Linked DNA regions of Anas platyrhynchos: region 1 is linked to region 2. The links are chromatin contacts, called in public Hi-C maps. All regions are on one chromosome and are shown on one strand. The core of a region is the stretch at or near the end of the contact, and the rest is flanking DNA. Distances in the headings are between cores, read along the strand shown. Region 1 holds the start of SIK1 (salt inducible kinase 1). Region 2 overlaps HSF2BP (heat shock transcription factor 2 binding protein).

Evidence for each region. Hi-C and Micro-C count contacts between places; a contact is called where the count stands out from the background.
Region 1: a Hi-C map of small yellow follicle shows a contact between it and region 2, with 2.8 times the contacts expected there. The contact joins the promoter of SIK1 here to the enhancer-like site in region 2. A contact is called at or near these places in 4 of 8 Hi-C or Micro-C datasets (skeletal muscle, small yellow follicle and subcutaneous adipose tissue).

The regions. Positions count from the first base shown.
Region 1 is chr1:125,154,016-125,161,169 of IASCAAS_PekinDuck_T2T, reverse strand. It overlaps SIK1 (salt inducible kinase 1), which reads right to left and starts at 2,321. Exons shown (of 13, transcript XM_005026639.6): 1 at 2,026-2,321; 2 at 1,169-1,285. The coding sequence starts at 2,178. LOC106019295 (a long non-coding RNA gene) reads right to left here. Exons shown (of 3, transcript XR_001194003.5): 3 at 3,535-6,153.
Region 2 is chr1:125,082,354-125,089,604 of IASCAAS_PekinDuck_T2T, reverse strand. HSF2BP (heat shock transcription factor 2 binding protein) reads right to left here. Exons shown (of 10, transcript XR_005262366.2): 7 at 4,755-4,858. Among named protein-coding and RNA genes, the nearest start is that of HSF2BP, 22 kb to the right of the region's middle. Within about 2 kb of position 5,929, at least 3 of the 8 cell types and tissues checked have an H3K27ac peak or open chromatin away from gene starts, as enhancers often do. A contact at or near this core is called in small yellow follicle, where this site is marked.

The DNA.
Region 1 (7,154 bases), core at 1,072-3,571, 75 kb before region 2:
GAAATCAACAGGACTGTTAGAATGTTTCGGTATATCCTACACTGCCCTATGGGCAACAATGACGTCAGATGTTAACGCAGGATCATTTTTGTTATGATGTTTAATACTATAAATATCAGGCACTTCGTGTGTGTCAAGGTCTTTAAAAGTAATGCCTTGCCTAAGCACCTGCCTTACTGGCTTTTCAGCCTTACACGTTAATTAACTTTTTTTTTTTTTAAGCTAACAAACCCAACGGTAAGATCGCAACTGGTCATAGTGTGTGCTACTGCACATGGCATTTCAGACCTGCTGCTTCCCTTCTTTTGCTATTCCTCCCCCCTGCCCTTCTGGACAGGTCCAGACGGACTGGGATACCTCATCTTCTTCTCCCATCCACACGGCACTATTTAAGATGATTAAGAGGAACTCACACCAAACGCTAATTAGATCAAACGTTTAGAATTTGCAAAGCAGTCCTTGCTCACTAGACAGCTGTGATCCTGTTTTCTGCACAACACATTAATTTGTTCCGACTGTTAAAAAAACAAACAGTGCAGAAACTGAACGAAATTAAATCAAAATTCATATTGTGAAACTCTACAAGTGGAAGGATATTTTAAATTAATTTTTAAAACTAAGCAAACTGGAGTGGAATAACCAAAAAGGTCATTTTCAGACATATTTTAAGATATCAACATTTCTAGGCTTTTTTTTTTTTTTTTGCTGGTGATTTTAAAGCCCTTCCACTTACAGCAAGCCCAACTTTTGCGCCTGCGACTCTGCTGTCCTGAAAGAGTTTAAGTCGTCCTCTTATCAAAAGCATTTTAAGAAGTTCTGACCTTCTGCACTGGAAAAGCAGAGGAGTTAGGGCGGCAAGTTAACTGTAGAAGTTCAGATAGTTTGTTTCAGATCAAGAAACGGATTCCAGTCTGTTTTAATTGTTTTGTTTTAATCAATTTGCCAAAAAGCTGTCTAACGTACTGGAATTTTGTTCAAAGAATGATGAATGACTTTTTAGGAAAAAAAAAAACAAAAACAAAAAAACAAACAACAACAACAGTTTTTGAAGAACGTGCTTTAAATAAACTATTTCAATTTGTGTTTTCTCCGCAAATATTTGACATGAAATCATGTGCGAGACACGCGTATGTCATTCGCATGCCGTGCTTCAAAGCCGACCTCTTACCTGGTATAGCTTGATAATGTGGGGATGATTCAAAAGCTTCATTATCTGAACTTCTCTATAAATCTTCTCCAGATTGCTTGGGTCTAACCTTGTTTTGTCTATTATTTTTATTGCAACCTGCAGATTAAAGAATTAAGAAAATAAAACAACTCCAGGCATTAAAAAATAGGTATTCCTAGAAAAAACAAACAAACTAACAAAAAAACACAACAGAGCACCACACGAAAAACCACACACAAACTCACAAAATCCATGTAAAGTTGCCTCTAAAGTACGGTCCTGACAAACCTGATTTTTCTGAACTGCTCTGGATTCACGACAGAGTGTTTTCTTTTTTTTCTTTTCTACCTCAAAGGATTACATGTAAGGTAGTGAGCAGAACCGCAGAAACTAGCACTGGGCAGGATTCGGTAAATCTTTTAATCCACCCCATGCTAGCGAAAAACTGCGTTCTGTAACAGGCTGTTTCCTACTCGAGCGAGCGGTGTGACTTTGACATGCAGCACACATGGAGCTACAGCTGCATGCCCATTAGGAAACGCTCTCGGTGAACACTCCAAGTTTTTTGTTCTCCAAATGTTCGCGTTGAATGAAAGAATCAAACCTGCCTGCGGAGTTCTGGCGCTCCTCAGCCTGTTGGGCTCTGGGAGCAGCAGGAGGGATGTGGGGAAGGCGATAGCTGTAGTTGGTGATGTTAATTTCGAGGCGTTCTCGCTTTAGTTTTACACCAACTCCGTGCAAGGCTGTTGGTACTGAGGTGAGCCAGCACGGAGCTTGCAGCCGGGCTTTCCATCTGATTTTGTGGATTTTTTTTGGTCAAGAAAGCCCCGTCCGGGCTCCCCACGAGCCGCACTCACCTGCGTCTTGGTCACCCTGTGCCGGGCCAGCTTCACCACGGCGAAGTTGCCTTTCCCCAGCGTCCTCTCGATGTCGTAGAAGCCGACTCGCAGCGGCCGCTGCTGGGCTGGCTTGGCGGCGGGCAGGGCGGCGTACTCCGACATGATCACCATGGCTCAGGCGGCCGGCGGCCGAAGGCACCGCCGACGGTCAGGACGGCAGCAGCATGGGCGCCGCGCCGCGCCCCTCACACGGCTGACAGAGGCAGAGAGGAGGCAGCGGCGGTAGCGGCGGGGTTCTCCTCACAGCCGCGACCGTTGGTGCGCGGCCGTTGGCGGGCGGCCGTTGCCGCGCCCGTACCTGGCGCGCGCTCCCCGCGGCTCTGCCGCCGCGCGCCTGGGGTGTGAGGCAGGGCAGGCAGCGCGCATGCGCGGCGGCGCAGGGAGGGGAGGGGGGGGGCATCCCGCGTGCTCCCTCCTCTCCTCCCCCCGCCCCTCCCTTCCCCTCCTCTCCTCCTCCCCCCCCCCCCCCCCCCGCCCACCGGCCCGGAGCCGCGCCGGGCCCCATTGACGTCACGTTTGACGTCAGCGCCACGCGCGGCCCGGCGCGGGGCTGGAGGGGAGCGGGGCCGGCGCGGCGTTGCCAGGCAACGGGCGGCGCTGACGCGCGCGCTGATGGAGCCGTCGCCATGGAGACGGGGGGGCGGTGACGTCAGGGAGGGGGGGGTCTCCGGGCCCGCCCCGCCCCGCCGCTGTCACGTGACGCCCGCCATCTCGCGGCGGGGTCGCCCCCTGCCGGCGCGCGGCCGTTGGGCGCCGTTAAGCGCCCGTTAACGGCCCCCCCGGTCCTGCCTTCTGCTGGCACCTGCTGAGGTGGCTGAGGGGGGGGATCTCGCCTTCTTCGGCACCCTCAGGTTGATTGGGGGTCCCGAATGTGCCCGGGGGGCTCCTCACGAGGCTCGTTGCCCGAAGTCAAGTGGCAGAGCTTCCATAAAGCGCAGTCTTCACACAAAATACACTCTTCGCACGGACTTAACTCTTCACACAAACTTCACTCTTCACACCAAATTCAGTCTTCACACCAAGTTCACTCTTCACACAGTGACCGCAGTTTGCGCGCTCAGTCTCAAGTTCCAGCTAAGCCTTGTAAAATATCACACAGAATTTCTAGGTTGGAAGAGACCTCAAGATCATCGAGTCCAACCTCTGACCTAACACTAACAGTCCCCACTAAACCATATCCCTAAGCTCTACATCTAAACGGCTTTTAAAGACTTCCAGGGATGGTGACTCCACCACCTCCCTGGGCAGCCCGTTCCAGTGCCTAACAACCCTTTCAGTAAATAAGTTCTTCCTAACATCCAACCTAAAACTCCCCTGGCGCAACTTTAGCCCATTACCCCTCGTCCTGTCACCAGGCACGTGGGAGAACAGGCCAACCCCCACCTCGCTACAGCCTCTTTTGAGGTATCTGTAAAGAGCGATAAGGTCGCCCCTGAGCCTCCTCTTCTCCAGGCTGAACAAGCCCAGCTCCCTCAGCCGCTCCTTGTAGGACTTGTTCTCCAGGCCCCTCATCAGCTTCGTCGCCCTTCTCTGGACCCGCTCAAGCACCTCGATGTCCTTCTTGTAGCGAGGGGCCCAAAACTGAACACAGTACTCAAGGTGCGGCCTCACCAGAGCCGAGTACAGGGGGACGATCACCTCCCTAGCCCTGCTGGTCACACTGTTTCTGATACAAGCCAGGATGCCGTTGGCCTTCTTGGCCACCTGAGCACACTGCTGGCTCATATTCAGCCGACTGTCCACCATCACTCCCAAATACGGCTTGAATGATGCCTGGCGCATCTGTTATTCAGCTTCCCCTCTGTTAAAGTCAGCCTAGACTTTTTTTTTTCAGCCTAGTAATACTCTACTCGGTGATAAGGATCCCGGCCAGAAGGCTGTTTGCCTTAGTCTGAAGTCCTTTTCGGACTGTCACCATCACTAACACAGCAGCCACTTACCTTCCATCCAGCAGCCACCACCACTACAACTGGACGTGCCACACCCCTCACAATAAAAATACAAATTTCACAGGAGGGATATGGCTCTGCTTCATGCCAAACTTTGCAAAGCAACTGATGTGGTTATTCTCACCAGGAGCTGATGGTCTCCTTAAGGTCCTTGAGCAATTTCTGAAGGGCTCAAGGTGGACTCCCCTATGGGAGGAGAACCAACATTGTTAGCTTTTTTTTTGTATTACTGTTATTTAAGATTTACACTATGAGGACCTGATGAGAAAAAATGTGGTCTATATAAATCAAATTACGTGATATACAAGATGTGTGTCATAAATAGGAGCCTGAGCACGGGTGCTGCTTGCACAGAGGCACCGATATGGCCCCGGTCATGGGACTCCTGCCATTTGGTGTAAGGGGGTAATAGCATACAGCCCTCCCTGGCTATCGCAACGTTCAATTAGCGCTTACACAGTGCTTTGAATAACTCGCATGAAAAGCTGGCTTATTATTATTATTATTGTTATTTTTAAGCTAACAATGTATTCTCCGTGGAGCCCACGAAGAGGAGGTGACGCACAAACAGCATATACAGTAGCAACTGCATGTGAACAGTGCCCCAGGAGTTATAAAGAAAAAAATTACCTTAATAATGGTTCCTCTGCTGTGGTGGGATTTTCCTCCCTTTAATTATAGTTGCTGTTTTCATTTCAAATTGATTAAGTGTTTTAGGATGGCAAACAGAACCAGGCTTTTTAGAAAGAACACGCAAGGCGGACAGCCCCAGCTAGGAAGGTAACATTTTTATTTTTAAAGGACTCTTTTTTTTTTTTTTTTTTTCTTCCTAAATGGGAAGAAGTGAGCTGGATTTGGTGCTCTGTCTAACATCTCATGATTTTTCCACCCTAAGGAGTGGCAGACACCTGTGCCATGGGACTGCCTGGAGATTGTAAGACAGCCCCAGAGGGTTACAATCCACGATCCTGGTTTTGATTACCCGCATCAGATGGAAGAGGCAAGAAGAACTGGCAAGTGTTGCTGTCTGGAGAAGGTGCTTATGCAGATCTGCACTCCCTAGTCCAGAGGGTGGGATACATATGGCTTCTTCAGTAGAGGAGGGAGCACACAGTTTTTAGGAGCCATCACACTATTGTATGATTCACTGAGAATTAAAGACCTCCTGTATCTATCACTCTCAGCAGCCTGTCAGTATTTCTCTTCTATTTTTCACACATGTGGGTCATGACAGCTTCCATCAGTGCTGCTCAGAAGTAACCGTTGCACGGCTTTGGTAGTGTCATGATTACATTGCTTTTCTTCCACTTTCACTATGAATCAGTAACGTTTAGGCATTATCAACCTCTTACACGGTGCCATTTCTCTGTCCTAGGGGTGCTTTTCTGGGAAGGTCGATGCTTTTGCAATTCCTGCTCTAACACTTCTGCTGCCCTCTGGTGTTTTGGTTATCTTGAGTGAGGAGTCACTTCTGGAAAATACCCATGGTCAGCAGAGGGATAATTACAGAGCCGGCTTGTACGTAACGAGGGTAGGATGGCAAAGAAAGTGGAGGATGGCAAGGAAAGTGGCGTGGCACTTTCCAAAGTGCCTCCACCGGGATGTTCCTCTGAGTTCTCTACAAGGAGGGAGAGGCTGGGAGGCCACAACTGCTCATTTTTTCCATTGCAGTAGTCCTGTGCCCGCTCGCTAAGGGTGGCGTGGTCTACGGATGGGAATGTGTATGATGGCTGCTGCCTTCCAAAACTCATCTCACAGATATTTCCAGCAATTCAGTCTTCAGTCATTTCACTCAGCATTTTCTATCAGTTTCAAAACAAACTAACAACAATAGCAACTTTCTTCACTTGGGGAAAAAAAGCCAAACTGAGAAACGAAGGCATTCCTTTCTGCCCCTGCCACCTTCCGTAGTTACAGCCAGCCTGGTCTGCTGTCGTAGGATTGCTGGGGCACTGCTTGCAGTACAGCTGTGGTTTTCCTCTTTTCTTTCTTTTTCTTGACTTTTTTATTTTTCAGAAAAGACCGTTGATTATTTTGAAAATAGTATTTGTTGGGCCATTTTCTGCGTCCCACCACTGAGTGAAACCTTGCTGAAGTCAATAGAGTTGTTCCAGGTAACACCAAGTCTGAATCTGGCCTAAGAAAACATAAAATGGAAGGTGTCACATTCCGAAAAGTGTAGGCACATTTGCAGCAAAGGAGTTGAGAAAATCAACTAAAATATTTGTAGGCTTAATTTAAAGCCAAAAGTTTTAAGCCAAAAGCATTATCTCGGGGAGGGGGGAGTGCCTAGAAATTTCTAATATGATTTCGCAGTGTCCTTGAATTTGAAAAAATATATGTCTGCGAGTGCAATTTTGGCAAAAACACTCCTGCCTCTCAAAGCTAGCATATCCTTACTGAGGCACCACAGTAGTATCCAGAAATACATTTCAGACCACTGGAATGTCTTTGGTCACAGTATTGCATCACAGTAACACAATTATCATCACAACAATGAGCTTTTGTTGTTAATACTTATGACATTTCATAATTAACGAGGCGATGGCATTTCTCTGACCTAATACATTGAGCTTGTCTTGCAGAAGCAAGGTACGTAGTGCTCCTCTTCAGCCTTCGTCCTTATCTGGGGCTATAAAGCAGCTTTTTAAAGGGTCAGCGCCAGGTATGCAGGGTTCTTTCCTTTCTTAAACATAAAGTGATACCAAATCCACTGTTAATACCAAGGCTTTGACTGTTTTTGTTTGTATTAGGGGAAGTACAAACACTGAACAATCAAGACAGTTTATGCTCTTGAGAGTGTCTTTCTTTTATTGTCATTGTTTCCCTTCGCTGGTTGTCACTCTGATAATGCTACACTGTGTTGGGGCACGTGAACCTGACTGGCAACTGGCTACAAACACATGAAATAATTATGAAAAAAAAAGAGAAGTGGGCCAGGTTATTTCCATTGCCCAGGATAAATGAAATGCAGAAACTAAACAATCAACGCTGAAGAGTTGCTTATGAATTGAAGTTGTTTTTCTTCCCCTCAGTTGTTGAAGCTTAATGACCAGAGGTGGTCACAGTCCTGGAAGCGCACCTTGTGATCTAGCCAGATTCAATTAGCAGGAACTCATTTTACAGCGTGTGGGCTGA
Region 2 (7,251 bases), core at 4,680-7,179:
GTAATTCAGCTCAATCACTGTCTGATTCTAGCACAAAGGGACAACCTCTCCCTTCCCTTTTTATGAACCTGTCAGACTGCCCGTGTTCACAGCGGGTCTAGCAGGGCCACAGCTTGTAAGATCCCGTGGAAGATCTTACATTGCTAGCACTGGTGGAGCTGAGCTGGTATCTGCAGCAATGCAGGGTTTTCAGGACACTTTCATAATGCTGAGAGGTCTGAGGAGCCAAGAGGTGTTGCAATAAAGGCCTTTTGTGGGGAGGAAGCAGGGAGAACACTGTGGCAGAAAAAAGAATGAGTTTTGCTTGCTGTTGCAATTCTTACGGATACAAATGTACTTTCTCTTTCCAACATGCTTTCCCCAGCTCCTGTAGAGCAGCTGGGCTTGCTTCGGTCTGCTCCCTGGCAAAGAAACTGCTCTCACTATCAGCCATGGAGTTCAGCTAAGCAGAATCCCCCACTCCCCTACAGATACCTGCCTGTCATGCTTTTATCAAGGAAATCCTTGAGAGAGATTCGCGGAGTTCCCAAGAGGAGAAGCATCACGCTCCTCAGGAGAACATCAGCTTGCACGAGCCTGCTGTTAAGTAGGACGAGGACCTGGTCAAGAAACTCCTGCTCAGACGGTACGGACAGCCACTTGGGGCTCAGCTGGAGCTCCATCTAGACAAACATCACTTGCAGCAACTGCTCAGAGAAGAGCGTGGAAAAAGGGCAGCATTCAGCAAGACCTCCTCTAGCCACTCTTCCAGCCCCTCGTCTAACAGTGGTTCAAGGACTTTCTGCGTCAGAGCTGATGTATTTGCATGCAAGAAAATGGATGTGGTCTTTAAGGGTGAGAAGGGCAATCCTCTTCTCCAGCCCAGTTTCACAGCCCTGAGACTATGAAACTGTTGAGAGCCTGACAGCCCGGTAACTGAGGTTTTGATTCACGAACCAAAATTTGTTTTAATACAGACACTGATTTATAAACAGTGGGGCTCTGTTTGTCCAGATGTCTTTTAAATAACATGCTGCCATGCAAATAACCCGACTTTCAAAAACTCCGACAGCCACATGCAATTCAAACAGAAAAGAAAGGCATTAAAAACCTTCAGGGTTAGTCATGAAAAGCAAATATTGAAGGTTGCAGGCAGCATTAGCAGAACGAGAATGCACTTCCTATAGACATTTATAAAGGAGCCCATCATTTGCAAAGAATTTGGATAAACAAGGTTAGATTTCCGTATGGAACTGCTGTGGATGAAACTGAAGGGAGAGGTCTAAAATTAGTCCTTGTCTCTTGACTTCTGTTTAATGAAGTACCTGCAGCAATTTCCCAGCTATGGATGGGAAATGTCACTGACATACTGCCTCTGAATTCCACCTTTCTCATGTATCCAACGAGAACACTTTTTTTTTTAACTGCAATAAGAGAAAAAAGGGGAAAAATAAAACATTTGTTTGTAGATGTTCTGTATGATCAAAAATGAAAAAAACAAAACAAACAAACAAACAAACAAACAAAAAAAACAGTATTTACTATTAATACCTGAGCTGAATGCATTTTCTTACTCTTCAAAAGATCCTTGGAAGAGAAAAGTCCCAGTCTACCTCTTGGGAAACTACAGATTGAAAGTCTTATTGCATCCACAGAAGTAAAGCACTGGAAAAAAATAATACTGAAAAATCTCAAGTGGGTTTCTACACAAAATTATACAACATCTTTTTCTCCTGCTGGGGACGGGGCTTCCTTAAATCTGAAAGTTACATAAAACCTTTAGCCAAGATACCAACACAGGGATGGCAGATGGAGATGGAGAAAACTAAAGCTGCCTATTTTCTCCAAGACAGTAACAGCTGCTCCACACACAAATGGTGCTCCGCAAGAAGAGAACTGCACTAATCCCACAAGCTGCTCCGCAGACAGCAATCTGAGTCATCCTGCACATGTTTCATGCTGGTGCCAGGCTGGGAAGGTACAGGCAGGTACAGGTGATACCTATACAACAGCTCAACAGCTATCGGACTGTTTTCTTCAGTGACCTCTGTTGTGTATTAAAGGATGCTCACCTTTTAGACAGTACATAAAGGGGGGAGAAGGAGAATAGTCGCAAAGTGCTAAGGCTAGAGAGAGCTGCATTACCTTCAAAAAGTGTGTCAAACATTTGTTTTTCTCCTATTTTCAGTATAGCCTCCAGCAGAAGGAGCTATTAAGAATTCTTTCTCGTGAATGTGAAGACAGACTGGCTCATCCAAATTTTCTGAAGGCGGCAGGACAGACAAACCCAGTTTGTTGTTAACATTCTCACTCCAGCAGGAATCTTCATCGGGTTCACCTCCTTTCTCTTACCAACTGTGTCTTCAATGTCAAGGTGTACTTCAAAAAGCCAACCTCAATTAAACCCCTCCTTGCTTTAGTTACAGCAATTTGGAATAAAGAGAGTCCAGTTATTTATTATTTGCTCTCTTCTTCACTTGATGGGAAGTGCATTCTTCCTCAGGGGACGAGAGTATTGTGAAGGGACTGAAAATTCTGAGAAAGAATCAAGGGATTTAATAGCTGTGTACAAGCAACTGGGAGAAAAATGGCCTTGATGTATCGTATGAGGTCACAGGCACTTGTAGCCTGGTGACAGCAAAGCAAACAGGATGATTCCCTGAAAATAAAAAAGTCAGAGGATGATTTCTGGGGCCTCTCTTAGTGGGAACGGTGATAAAAGCTTAGAGAACCGTGGAAAGCTGAATCATCTCATAAGCCTTAACCAAAACACTCTCTGAGAAAGCTTCCTGCAGGAAGGCAGAATATACAGGATACCCTGACAGCAGAGTGCATTGCTCTGCTCTTTTATATGGAAAAAACTGTGAGGCCTTCTGCTGTAGCAACTCCAGATGTATCTAAGCTGAATCATGGCTAGCAGAAGCTGAAGATGCTGGCCACGGAAACAGCCGAGGAGCACGTGTGGGAGGGAGCTACTGGAAAAGTTTAGAAATGGATTAAATGCAGAGAAAAGGATTGAGATCTCACAAAGAGTGACGGGAACAAGACTGGGTCTTGGATCTGACCTCTCATCTGATATACAAACTGGTCAGCCATCTCCCCTGACAGTAAGCAGACTTCCTCTGAAGTCAAAAATCTGAACCAGCAGATGGAGTGTATCTGAGAATCTTACTCCTTTGCTGTAGCTGGAGAAAATTATTGTCAAAAAGTAAAGGAATTAGCCATGCCCATCTTTTCCTTCCACCACCCTGCCATACGTGATTAAGGCTTTCAAAACATAGAGTAGCTTTTCAATTTCTTATTGCCATTAACAGCTGCAAATTATTTATAACTGTGCCCTGTTTCATCCTGTTATATGACCTGGGAGCCTTCTTCAAACAATAGACTGCATCAAACAAGATTAGCTTCCTTGTCTTATCACAACATTTGGAAGGGTACATTTGGGAACTCACATTTAGACAAGGTTTTTCAGGTTTTGGTTTGGTTGTTTGTTTTACTAGAGCAACAGCTTACGTATATACTAGCCAAACATCAAGTGAAAGGAAATCTGAGCTAACATATGTTAAATTTCTACGTACGGCAGGATAAAGGATGATATACTCAGTTCTCTCTGAGAACATGATTTTTCTCAAACTACATTAAAAACTATAAAACAGACAGGTGCTTTTCAAGTGTTACAAGGATTACTAAAATTTCTGAGGTCACAGAAGAGTGAGCCTATGGCAGTGCAAAGCAGTAAGTTGTTAGGTGAAAAACGTGAGCACCTACATTGTCTTTAAAATAGTTGAGGGAATTGTGAGAACTGCGAGCAGCTTCCAGATTACCTGCCCAAGCCTAAGCTTTTCAAAAACTTTGATATTAAATTAGTGCCTCGAAAAAGCAGGTGCCACCTCTGCCACTTCAGCTACCTTTTGTATTTACTTCTTGTATTGCACAGCAGTAGAGAGGACTAACCTCCCTGATCCTATGAACTGCACACCGAAATCTTCTCATGGGCAAGCCACAGAAACTGCAGAAACCCAAGACGGGGCAAACTCCGGGAGCAGTTCACAGGCAGGGCAATGTCACGACTCTGTCCTTACTGCTGTCCTTACTGTCCCTGACAAGCTGTGCACGCAGCTGCCAGCCAAATTCCAACGCATGCTACCAACGTCAATCTCTGCTGGCTCCTACGCAGGGATTTGGAGCCTCTGAAAGAGCAGAGCCTTGATGTCAGTCTTGTAGCTGACAGTGGCAACAGAAGTCCTTGAAGTCCTGCACTGACCAAAGGCAAAGCTGGGAATAGTACTCAAGCCGGGCAAGCTCAAATCCTATTAGAGCAAAATGCCAGCCTTCAGCTGAGGAAGGGGTCACTTCTGTCACAGGCTGAGCGTAGCTCCGGAGATTGGCTTATTTCCCCCAAATGTCTCAGAACACAGTCACATTTTCTTTTGTTAAATATTAGTGATAAATAGTTTCACTCAGGTTTTATTCTCAAGTTGGCACATGAAAACACAGGTGGCTTTTTTGAAAGCACTTCACAAAATTTCACCGTTTCCTATTTGTAATACTACCACCCATAAATTTTGTATTAATGGAGTTATTACACACAGCACCAAAAATGTGGTGGGAAATGAACATCTCCTGCTATTTGACCTTTTTGTTTACTTTTAATCCGAAAAAAGCTTTACATATATCAGGTTACACATAAAAATTTCTATTTTGGTATTTGCAATACCTATTCCCAAACCACAGTTCCCAAAGTCACAATCTGCAAGGTTCTCAGAACATCTTACCGTTCAACAGCCACCACAGCAAGGGAATAAAACCTGGACTTTCACTGATGTACTTCAAGCCTTTCAAGTTGATGCTCACGTTGTAAAGTGACATCAGCATTAGCCTGAAATGGAAAGGGAAAAGAAGTGACGTTCTTTGATTTCTTTGCGTCTTTTGCTATTTACACTCATCACATATTGATGCAGAGGACAGAACCAATATCCTGCCTTCTAGGTAACACGGGAAGTCGTCGGTTTGGCAGCTAGAAAGCATTTACTTACTTGGGAACTGAAAAAGATCTAACATGACACCTCTGACAAACAGAAACCAAGACCGCCGTTCTTGACAGTTGCGCTGCACATCAGTGTGCAAACCACACAATAAAAATACACATAGCAAGTCTACAGTAATTTTAACCACATTCTGAAAAGCTTCCAGAAACTGCGTTTCCTAATTTACCAGCCCCCTAAATAAGGAAGTTCATTAGTCATTTTTAGGGCTGCATACCAAACAGGTTATAAATTAAGCCAAAGTCCCAATTTTCCTACAGAGGCGAAACCAGATTTGTTGGAGAAGGCGCCGCGTGTGAAAAGGATTGCTCCAGCCTGCCAACCCCACCAGCTTCTCCCGAGGAGGCTTCCACTGCAGTTATCACAAGCAAGAAAAGCTTCAGCACGGTCACTAACTTGAAGAATCTGAAAACCATTAAGAAAAGCGGGGTTGACTGCAGGTGCCACCTCAGCCTCAGCTTTCCAGTGCTACCCAGAACAACTGTTAATGCAGAGGATTTTGCTGGTATTAAGCCTGCTCCTGCAGCTTCTGCTTTCATCCATCCTTCCAGCAATATTCTCCTGCTCTGCCCTTTACGCAGAACATCTGTGCAGCTGTGCAGTAGCTGGGAAGACAGGATATTAGTGCATTTTATGATTTGCTACGGTTGATGTTGTTGTGAATCTCTATTTATTTTCCAAAGATGACAGTGTGCAAGTCAGTTTTCTGGACAACGGAAAGGGAAGAGGAATGAGCCCAGCTCCTCCAACATTTACGGAACATGTCATCATACCCACCCACAGCGCGCTGCTGGGTTGCAGACAAAACAATAGCGGAGAAACAGGAATGGGTTGGAACTTGCTGCTCTGTTCTGGGGCCAGCTTGGCTGTTGTTATCTCTCCTGGCTGCGATAAACCTGCCTGCCCCTGTACTGTCACCATTTCCAAGCAAGAGGGAAATAATGTTGTTCCTCATGGACTTCACACCTCACCTCCTGTACTCAAACAAGCGGCCATGCCTGAAGTTACTATGCCACCACCAACATTACTGAAAGTACTGTCAGACAGCAGGAATGGAAAGCAACACGAGTCAGTTCAGGCAGCAGTGGAAGAGGTGTGAGTTATATTATGTGCTGCACTATTACCAGTTTGATCACCTAGGCTCTTAAGTAGTTAGAAGAAGGAATAGTAGATAATTAAATCTGCTCCATCAGGGGCCACCAACAAGCAGTGCAGGGTGCTGTGGAGCTGAATTTTCAGCTTGTAAAGCCCATGTGTTGCTTTTCATACGGCCCCTGCAGCTCCTGCTGGGTTCGAGAATCCAAGCCCTGACAAAGGACAGCGGTCGTAATTACATATAATTAGCCAGAATGAAAGGGATCAAAAAGACAATACCTTATAAAGGAAAGTGGTAACATCTCTTGGCAATGTCTTTCATCATTAACCTGTTTGACATTTGTAGTTAGAAATAATGTGACATAAAAAGATGCTATGCCTGTATTTTTCTCTTACTTGTTTGCTTTGTGCAGACGAAAGAGACAGCGTAGTGGTGGTGATCCAGGAAAGTGCTGCTGTTTGGAGTGGCAGAAGACTTAACCCACACCAGAAGCCAATGTTAAATGGCTAGCCCAGAAGTAGCAGCATATTATTACTAATTAAACATGCTCACGTGGGCACAATGTAGAAACTTTTGCAGATACTTCAAACCAGCCTCACCTCTTGCACATTCCAACAAGTATTTTTCGAAATCCGTATTCTTATTGAAGGAAACCTGATGCACAGAATTACTTTATAAACAATACTTTCTGGTTTTTGTTAACATTAAAGGTTTTTTTTAGTTACGTACTTTGTAGTCTTCACACTTAGGCAAGGCTAAACTTAATTAACGTCATGTACTACTGTATCTGTCAATGCTTTCTTTAAAATCTAGAACTAAAAGCACAGCTAAAGTCCCTTCTCTTTTCTCTTTCACTGATAATACATGGGATTAGTATATACAACCAAATCTTTTCACTGTCTGCTTTCAATTACCACATAAGCAAAGTTGAAGATTCTTAACAATTCAATATAAACAATTGTGTAAATGTTATTGATTGCCTAATAATTAAAAATGTTGAACAAAGCATATACTAATGAAAAGAAAATCTATAATCTTTCAACACCACTGTTTCAGAAAGGCAAAGAAACCATGAGATTTCAGCCCTAGCACTCATGTAGATGTCTTGGTTATACCTATTACATGCTCATA